3 separate regions of the Mus musculus genome follow, and all the other regions are linked to region 3. Evidence: chromatin contacts called from public promoter capture Hi-C data. All regions are on one chromosome and are shown on one strand. The core of a region is the stretch at or near the end of the contact, and the rest is flanking DNA. Distances in the headings are between cores, read along the strand shown.

The links. Promoter capture Hi-C pulls out the DNA fragments that hold promoters and counts their contacts.
Region 1: a promoter capture Hi-C map of pre-B cells shows a contact between it and region 3, with 3 times the contacts expected there. The contact joins the promoter of Piga here to the promoter of Phka2 in region 3. A contact is called at or near these places in 2 of 39 promoter capture datasets (erythroid cells and pre-B cells).
Region 2: a contact with region 3 is called in a promoter capture Hi-C map of erythroid cells, with 6 times the contacts expected there. The contact joins the promoter of Pir here to the promoter of Phka2 in region 3. A contact is called at or near these places in 2 of 39 promoter capture datasets (cranial neural crest and erythroid cells).

The regions. Positions count from the first base shown.
Region 1 is chrX:164,418,105-164,421,166 of GRCm38.p6, forward strand. Piga (phosphatidylinositol glycan anchor biosynthesis, class A) reads left to right here and starts at 1,676. Exons shown (of 6, transcript NM_011081.3): 1 at 1,676-1,736.
Region 2 is chrX:164,267,435-164,270,760 of GRCm38.p6, forward strand. Pir (pirin) reads left to right here and starts at 1,997. Exons shown (of 10, transcript NM_027153.3): 1 at 1,997-2,243.
Region 3 is chrX:160,500,216-160,503,525 of GRCm38.p6, forward strand. Phka2 (phosphorylase kinase alpha 2) reads left to right here and starts at 1,947. Exons shown (of 33, transcript NM_172783.4): 1 at 1,947-2,689. The coding sequence starts at 2,612.

The DNA of each region.
Region 1 (3,062 bases), core at 426-2,925, 3.9 Mb after region 3:
TGAAGCTCCCAGCCTTTTCCCACATATTTCCCTTAGCAATTCCTTTTCTCATAGACAGTTCCATATGCTTCAGTTTCATTTTGGTTTGGAAATAGTACTCTTGCCAAGTTTTCTCTTTGTGTACTTTGCATATAGATAGCCAGCCAGCTTTCACTACATGTGTGAGGTGCCTCCCACTCTAAAATTATCCAAGGAAGCTTATTTACATATGAATTTGCAAAGAACTAAATTTCAAGGGAAGATGCTGACTACTTTATTTGACATCTTTTCTTTTTAGACTATTTGATAGTACAACTGGCATTGGCTGCCTTCATACCTTATCATCAGAATATCCAGCACAGCAATATTTTAGTCAAATTCTAGTGGCTTCCAAGAACGTTCTCTAAAGCAGTGTTTCTTAACCTTCCTAATGCTGTGGTGTGATGACCCACAACCATAAAATTATTTTCTTTGCTACTTCATAACTGTAATTTTGCTACTATTATGAATCGTCATGTAAATACCTCCTATACAGGATACCTCAAAGGGGTCCTGACACACTGGTTGAGAGTCTTTGAAGGCATGCTTTGTGGTCGTTCAGGCAGAATACTACAGTTCAAATCTGCTACAACTTTTTTGTTTTGTTTTGTTTTTCCAGACAGGTTCTCTGTGTAGCCCTGGCTGCCCTGGAACTCATTCTGTAGACCAGGCTGGCCTCGAACTCAAAAATCTGCCTGCCTCTGCCTCCCAAGTGCTGGGATTAAAGGCGTGCGCCACCACACCTGGCACAACTTTTTGTTTTGTTTTAGAAAATACCCTTAACTTTACCACAAGCTTCAAGTGGATGCCAGTCATGGTGATGGTGTTGTTGCTTAGAAAACAATTTATTCTAGAAAATGCAGGAATGGCCATGCTGGGGAATCTGCAGGTACCAACTATAAAGAGCAGGTGACTATTACAACAATCGAGAGATTCTGTCTTCTTGGCCAAGCACAATCTGGCTCCAGACCGCAAGACAGTTTTGGCTGAGGACTGCAGCAGCTTGAGCGGGAGCGTTTCAGGTTATACCTAAGATTCCCTGACACCCCCCCCCCCCCATAGAGTTGTAAGACAAAAACAAAATCTGAACTTTTAAAAGGAAAGTCCTCAGTCTTTAGGACACGCACAGATATGTAGATCTAAGATTCAAAGTTCAGAGTTTAGTTTTGACTTGCTGTGATTTTTCTTTATTTTTGTACTTTTATGCATCACATTTAGCAATCCTGCCAGAATAACAAGAATGGATGTGGTTGGTTTGGCTGTGGTACCATACTGACTAGAAACGCCCTGGCCTTGATTTCCCCGCCCCCTACCCTGCCCTTCCTCTTATCCCCGCCCTCCCCGCATTCCCGCTCCTCCCCCCAGCCCCCGGCCCGGCCCGGCCCCGCCTGGTCTCTCTAACCGGAAGGAGGCGGGGAGAGACCGGGCTTCCTGAAAAGAGACGCAGTAACTAAGCAACCAGGGCACTTACGCCCGGGACCTTCCGCAGCTCTTAGGAGACGTGCTCCTGCGCTCGCTGACGCTACAATCCCGCGCTAGAGACTTGGGCCCGACTGGGCGTCTCTCTTCTACGTAATTCAGAACCTCTGTGTGATTGGTTATCATGGGGGCGCGGCGCTCGGATCGCGGACGCTTCTGATTGGTGCTTTGGAGCAGCGGGGCGGGATTCTGTTAACTGCCGCGGGAGGTCCGGACAGTGGCGGCCATGGGACTGGAGGGTAAGTACGCGTCTTGGCTGTCCTTTCTAACGTTCTCGGTCTCTCTGGATGGGGTTGTGCCGTTCTCACAGGACCGTGGCAGGCTGTGGAGGAGGTGAAGCCTACTCTATCTGAGGCCCGGAAGTCGGGTCCGTGGGTCTCCGTAATCAAATGGGGATTGAGGGTGCCTTGAGGGTTGGAACTGGTTCTTAGACTGAGTTTAGTAGAGCGAGTGACTGGAATCTTAGGACGTTTTTCCGAGTCCCTTTGGGTCTGGCCGGATCTTGTCTCATCCTGGGGTGCTGGCTGGTGGACCCGGGCTGATCCTCTTTGGCTCTAGTACACCCGAGCTGCCTCTCAGGGAGTGCGTGTGCACTGCCTTGGGACTGGATTAAAGTATACTTCTCTTGATTTCTCAGCCCTGTCCGAGCCCCCTCTAAGGATCCTCAGAAGCTTCTACTAATAAGGGAGTTCCCTGGGCACGATTGAGAATTTTGAGGACTTCTTGACTTTGTCATTTACATGGCTTGGGTAGGGAAGTTGTACAGATCGCTTAGCATGTAGGGCTGGAGAGAGAATTGACCAGATTTTACAGCCTCTATTCACTTATAGAAGCCAAGATTCAGTGAGTATTTTCACATACTTTCATTTGGTTCATTATTTCTGTTCTTATCATTCACTTCTTAAAACGGGATAGGACTAAAGGACCAGGTTTAGATGACACATGACAGTAGCACAGCATTAGCCACTTGAGGCTTTGCTTTCCCCTTTTGCAAACTTCATATTTTCTTGCTTCCATTATTTGTTTACTTACTGGTTGTAAATTTGGTCTTCCCTCCTCTTTTTTTCCAGTTTATGTGTCCGGGTGCCCCCATGTAGCTGTCTTACCCTGCCCTAGAACCCTCAATTCTCTGTCTCCCAAGCACGTGCTCCTTTCTTTCCTGCCTCCTCCCTCTGAATTTCTGAGACGATTTTAAATGTAGGTGAATTTGTGGGAGAAAATGGACACATGTAGTTGCAGGTGAGAGCTGAAACTCAGAGAGTTAGGATAGTAATCCTCCATTGAGTTCTTTGTAGACTTGTAGATCTCAACTAAGGCGGATTTTTGCCAGATCTCTAAAGCTGTGGCATTAAAAGTCTAAGCATCTATAGAACAGAGTATTGAATGAGCACTTCATATGAGCATCACTTTAGGGAACTCCTAAAGGGAACTTTTCTTAGCCTTAGATGTAGGAAAGAGCCCACATGTAAAGCCTGTGTCCTGTTCCATTTCCTTTCAGGGTCTACACTGAAAGGGTGCTCAGGGGAAAGGCTTCCATAATTAAAAGAAGGGTTCTGAAAAGAGAA
Region 2 (3,326 bases), core at 747-3,246, 3.8 Mb after region 3:
GTTCAAAGACATCAAAGAACTTTCTCCCAAGCCAGTGAGAAGCCACTGAGGGCTCCAGGCATTTGCTTTCTATTTGCCTGCCACTTGAAAAATGGTTTGGCCAGTGCTGAATCTGAAGGCAGGAGGAGTGGGTGGTGATTGGGGAAGATGGATAGAGGCCTTCAAAATGGGAAGGTTTGGATGCGCTGAACTCTCTGAATCCACAGGCTTTTGTGTTGAAAGAGTGTGAAGGCAAAGCTTGCAGTCCAAGCCCCAGCACCTGGTTGAACGTTGGACTGGTTGAGGAAATACAAGACAGTTTATTTATATGGTCTGTAATGTGCCAGCCAGGGTGTTCATACTTCTGTTTTATGTGGAAACTATTTCAGAAATAATTACAGATGGGAAGTACCAATACCTTATTAGTCCACAGCAGTTTGAAGTTTGCATGCATAATCTGTTAGTCTTGAATTGCTGAAGGTAGGCAGAGTCAGTTTGAACCCCACTGATATGAAAAGCTCAGGGAAAAGAGTTAAAAAACAGAATTTATTGTGAATGCGTTTTAATATAGATTTGGGTATCGGCATTAAGGAAGACAGATAGCCATTTCAAGAAAAGACTATATACACCCAAGTGTGGCCATGAATTGAGGCAGGGAGGGGAGAGTGCAACTTTATGAATTTGCATGTCATCCTTGTACAAAGGCCATGATATTTTCCTCTCTACTGTTCCCATTTTTAGTGTGTTCTGCCCAATTGAGCACCAAGGAAAAGTCTTTGTTCTTCCACTTCCCCATTCTTCTACAGCAGAAATCTGTAGTCTGAAAGGTAAGAATGCCTTTTCACATCTTGAGGTTGAAGAGCTTGGGGATCTAGCTCAGTTGGTAGATTGCTTGCCTAGAATACACAAAGCCCCGGGTTCAGTCTCCAGCACCATGTAAAACTGGGCACGCTGGTGAATGCTTCACTGTAACCCTAACACTTGGGAACTGTGGGAAGGAAAGTCAGAAGTTCAAGGTTATCCTAGGCTCTCTAGGGAGGTAAGACCAGCCGGGGATATGGGGAACCATGCCCCCCAAAAACCAGCTGAAATATAAAGTCAAAAGAAGACTTTCATGACAGCTGAGAATTGTACGAATTCAAAACATAATCTTATGAATTCTAATTTCATTATCCAAAATCAAATTTTTATTAAAACACAGCCACCACACTCAGCAGGCGTTGTCTCTGGCTGTTTCTGGCTACAAAAGCAAATGGGAGCAGTCTCCACGGAAGACCCACAGAGCTGGAAAGTAAAAAGACATTTACTGTTTATTCCTTTTCAGTTTCCCAGGCTCGTAGTTTTGTTTTTGTTTTGTTTTTTTTAAAGAGGCATCACTTTCACTCTTTTTCCAAGAAAAGACAATGAACTTCCGGGTATCTAAAGAACATTGCGTATGGTAGCCTGTCTTCTGATTAAAAGTCCTAGGAAAACTAGATTGCTTCCTGGCTGTGGACAAACCCTCACCTCCTGAGGCTAACTCTCTAAGGCCTGCTCTTGAAGCCCAACAAAACTCAAGCCCTTCTATGATTCCCTATTAGAGTGTGCCTTCTCTTTCAGCAGGAACAGAGATTCTTTGGTTCTTACATCTGCTCTGCCTCTGCCCCATTCTCATTGGCAAACAGCAAGAAGCGTATTTATTTATGAGAGATAACTGTGTAGTACCTATGCGGAGACATGCTCATTTCATTCTCATTACAGCCTTACAGTCTTGGTCCTGTCAGCTTTACCACGCTCATTTCACTGGGGATAATGCATAGAGAGGCTGAGTCACTCCCCCAAACGGGACAAGTGGTTAGAAAACATTCTTGCTCATACGAAGCGTTGGGTGACAAGATGACTTGAGTGAGGACAGGTTTTCCAAGAGATTCTAAGGGGCTGCAGAGCACTTGAGTGTCCCATACATTCCTGGGAGGCGGGCAGCGCGCCCCCAAGAGGCCGGGGTGCGCATCACTCTTTGGACCGACTTTCAAAAGGCAGATCCAGAGAGCCATGGGGCGGAGTCAGAGAATCCAAACCCAGGGTAAATAAAGGGTGTGTCCCCCGGTCCAAGGCCCCTGAGACCTAGAGACTCCCGCCTTCTGGAGGCCCGCAACAAAGCGCTGAGTCACGCTGACTGACGGCTGGCGCTCCGCAAACCTGTCCTCCCTTTGCTGTGTCCCTGCCGCTGTGGAGTCTAGGCACCTCCGACTGTGGCCTCCCTCCTGGGCCTGCGCTACTGCCCAGTGAGTGGCCTGGGGAACTCAGCCCTCGTGAGAGTGGTGTGTGTATGTGTGTGTGTGTGTGTTGGGGGTGGGAGGAATGCTCCGACCAGTTTTCATGATGCTGTCTTTCCCAGCTCACTACTGGGGCTCGGAGGGGAGCTGAGGGAGGGAAATGCTTAAATAGCCACCACGATTTGAGATGATAGCTTGGTTTTTCTCTTGGCAACACACTGCAATTAGTTAACTGCTTTATCCTTGTTCCTGTGTATAGGGCCTAAATGTGGGAGTCTGGAAGAAGCCAGAAAAATTAGGTGGAGGCAAAACTACTTACTAGTCGCTTATGTGTGGATGATTACGGGGCTGGACTCAGAAGTTCATTTCTGTCTCCCACATTTCATGGCCCAATAGATGCATGTTGTTTGCCTGCTAGAGAGGATCCGTTTTAGGATCTGCCTTCACAAACTGAAGGGTGCTTCTATGTTGAGTCCCTATAAAGAACAGCAGCTCACTTTCTTACAGCCCTATTTACATCCTTTGAGGCAGACGCTTCTTAATCCCATTGTATAGATGGAAAAGCTGAGACACACAGCATCCCAAATGAAAGCAGCCTGGAATGTGGCAAAACTGAGATGTAAATCTGAGGTGTCCAGTTCCAGAATCTGCCTGTTATTAAAGTGCTTCTCTTAGTTTAAGGAATCTTTGAAGGATTGGTTAGAGTTCATATGGTGATCAGATCTGGGGCTTGGAATTACTTGTCTGCAAACACCTGAAGTTAGAAGTGTGTGTGTGTGTGTGTGTGGGGGGGGGTGATTGTATTTGTTGTGTGATATTTCCTTGGTTAGGACTTAGACTTCAATCAATAATGGAACACTTTTGAATAATAAATGTAGTATATGTGTTGTTCCTGAATCATCGGTTCCATTGCCTGGGGTACTTCATAAATGGTTTGTCTGTGCTTTAGAGGACTTTATTAAGAAGTTCAAAGATTTCTTGCCTAAAAAATTACCTGCACAAGATCTACATAAAATTAAGTCAGCCAGTAAGAATACCAACACAGATGGGAGAAGGTTCCACGAAGTACCACCCCTAACTGAGGAACTTGGG
Region 3 (3,310 bases), core at 697-3,196:
CCTGGCTTTAAAATATATGCTTTTAAAATATATTTAATAGATACGTTCTTCACTATGAAGAAACCCTTATAGTCCCTGGTATGTCCTCTCCTTGACTCTCAATCTTATATAGCTGCAAGAAGTTGGAGCAGAGACAAATTTAACATTCTTTTACACTATGGTAATGGGAAAGTAAAATGATTCCAGGTCATCTAAACTAAATTATTACAGAAATAGTTTAATTTGGTTAACTGGTTAGTTTTTTCAAGTTGATTAAGAATGGACCCTCCCAATTCAGAGACAGGGTACTTTAGGTTCAAAAGACATGATATTTCCACTTTGCATGCTGTCCTCTAAGACAGAGTCTTAAGCTTCCAATGAGAACACAAGCCATCCTAAAAATAAGCAATGATGCCACCTTTTAAATACAGAAGAATATATGAAATCTCCAGGAAAGGTACATAGAAAGATTACTAAAGGGATTCAATTATGGTAATTGAATGCTTAATCTTACTCCCTAGGCCACAGCAACTCCTACATGGAAGTACATTGTGCACTGTTTCATAACTTCAGTGCCATTATTAAAACAAATAATGAGTTGAGAAAAGAATGGTAAGAAGATATGAGGGGAACTGCCCAATGTAAAACATATACATGCACCAAGGCTTGAAAAGAATGTTGAAAAGTACTCGAGCTGGGTGTGGTGGCACGTACTCAGAATCCCAACACTTTGGATGCCGAGGAAAGAAGTATTGCTGTGAGTTTGAGGAATAGTCTTGGATACATAATATAGTTGAGAGCAGCCTAGGCTACATGACAAGACTCTGTCTCAGAGAAAAAGTATGTGGGCTGATAGGGGTTGGGTGCTTTAGTTAAAGACTAACTATAAGGGGAGTCAAATAAGCAGGACTCATTTTCAGTCCATCAACATTGAGCCCTAGACACATGTACAATCAACTCTGTGCCAGGTGTGGTGGGAGATACCAAGCTATTTCATAAGCATCTCATAATCCAGTTAGAAAAGTATGCCTCAGTTAAAATGTAAACAATACACTATTTCCAAATGGTGCTGAAAATAGCTCTGGTTTAAGTGCCACTCTGAGTCAAGTATGTGCTACACGCACTTGACCTTGTCACATTACAAGGCATGAGGTTTACCCCAACAGATAAAAACAGTAAAAGTCAAACAACTGAAACAGTAACACAAATGTCTATATAAATCAGAAATGGAATAAAGTGCAGTTCGAACTGACTCGTTGCCCCATCTTTACTGAGGAAACTGCTATAGGAATCCAGAAAATTGGAAACGCTAATGAGTGGGCTGACCTAGTCTTTAAGGCAAAGGTAAGTTTTAGACAATGAAATGGGTCAAAGTGGAGAATAACAAAGTGCTTGTGGAAGCAATTACATTAGAACAGCTGCCCAGTCAAATTTATTTGTGGGCCAGATTTTGATGGACAATGAAGACAGGATCAAAGAATGCGGCCTGTGGTTAGCAACCTTGACAACTAATGGGATGCCAAATTTCAAAATATACTATTATAAATGAACTGCAAAATTCTCCCAGGAGCTAAGGCCAGGAGCCACGGGTACCAGGAGTGTATGTGGAGGACAGTACTCAGGCCTCCCTTTCTTGCTTTCAGTGCTGAGCTCCACTATGGGGACTCTGTCCTCAGGTGAGGCCCAGGACAGGGCGGGGCTATGACGGCCGGTCATCCGAAGGATGCCCAGGCGGCCCAGCCTCTTTCTAGTCTCCGGTGGGTTTGGCGGCTCCGCTCAGGAGACCTTGTCATTGCCGACCCAGAAAGCCGACTTGTTCTCTGCTTCCATCCAAGTTCTCCATACTCCTGCGGGCTGCCCCATTTTCCTTCCTGGTCAGGCCATGACAAGGAGGGCTCCAAACCCCACGGAGGAGGCGGACTGGGGGCGGAGCTGCGAGCAGATCGGTACCGCCCCCCCAACGCGTTCCTTCCGGGCGGGACTGCACGGGTTCCGCTTCTTGGTTCGGGCCGGCGTGAGGGGTGGCCTCCGTACCCCGGGGGCCGCGACCGAAGGACTCTGCTCCTTTAGCCTCAGCCGCGGTTGGAAGCAGGTTGAGGTAGGAGCAAAGTCAATAAAAAAAACTGAATTTCCGTTAAGAGCCCAGCTCCCCGCCGCTCCCAGCGGCCTTCCTCTGTAGACCCTCTCCCTTTAGGCGGAGACTTGGAGAGTCCGCCCCACGAGGGGGGCGGAGCCTAGTAAAGCTTAGGTGAGCTCCCAAGCAACCCGGAGCCGCCTCCCAAAACAGAGGGGTACCGCCAAGGCCTTTCTCCAGCCTAGTGCCCAGTCTAGGTTCTGTCGAGCATGGTGGTGGGACTAGAAACCCTCGGGGCAGCTGCTGACCGGGAGGAAGCCGGGCCGCGATAGCGCCACCCCCGTCTCCTCCCCCGCACCGCCCAGCGGCGCGACACTCTGGTTGGCTCGCCTTGCAAGTCATACTTTGGGTCTCTCAGTTTGAAAACTCTTCCTCTCGGCCCCCTTTGAAGAAACTCATTGACGCTGAATGTTTTGAGGACCAGGTCAGCTTGGAGGCGGCAACTTTGGCGGACACCAGCGGGCAGGTCCAGCTCCGTGGCCCATGAGCTTGGGCGAGATGCGGAGCAGGAGCAATTCTGGGGTCCGCCTGGACGGGTACGCGAGGCTGGTGCAGCAAACCATCCTGTGTTACCAGGTAAACAGAGAGCAGCCCAGAGAACGGTGGAAACTGCCCACTGATATAACTCATTCTCCCCAAGGCCTCTGTCACTCATGAGAGCTTGCATTTATTTAAGAGGTTTCCGACTTTAATCCAGTCCTTTGCTAGCCAGTTATCACCCTACTCCCTTATCGCTATTTTATTCACTTTACTCACAAGTCAGGCATTCTGGCTTTTGAACAGTTGCTGCGGCTGCTTTGCAGAATTCTGGGACCTTTTTTTTTCTCTCCTCTTCCTCCTCCCTTCCTCTTTTTCCCCCCATCGGGACACCCCCCTCGAGGTCCTTCCTTACTGCCTCTTTTGGATGAAAGAAGTCTGTTAGGTTGGACAGAGCACACTGAAGGAGAACAGTGAACTAACTCTACTCTGGGAACAGTAGGCAGGAGTGAAAAACTCCCAAGGCTTGCATCTGACCAGAGTGTGGGCAACTGTTACTGCCCCTCCCTTGTTAGAAATCCCCCTGAGAGGACCCTATGACCACTCTGGTTGCTGCTTTACAGCCAACAAAACTTCTGGGCACAGAGCATCAGCATCAAGGGGTCCTGTGAAACTGTGCATATAATCTCAGGTATGAATACGCCTGCTATGCTTCCTGCT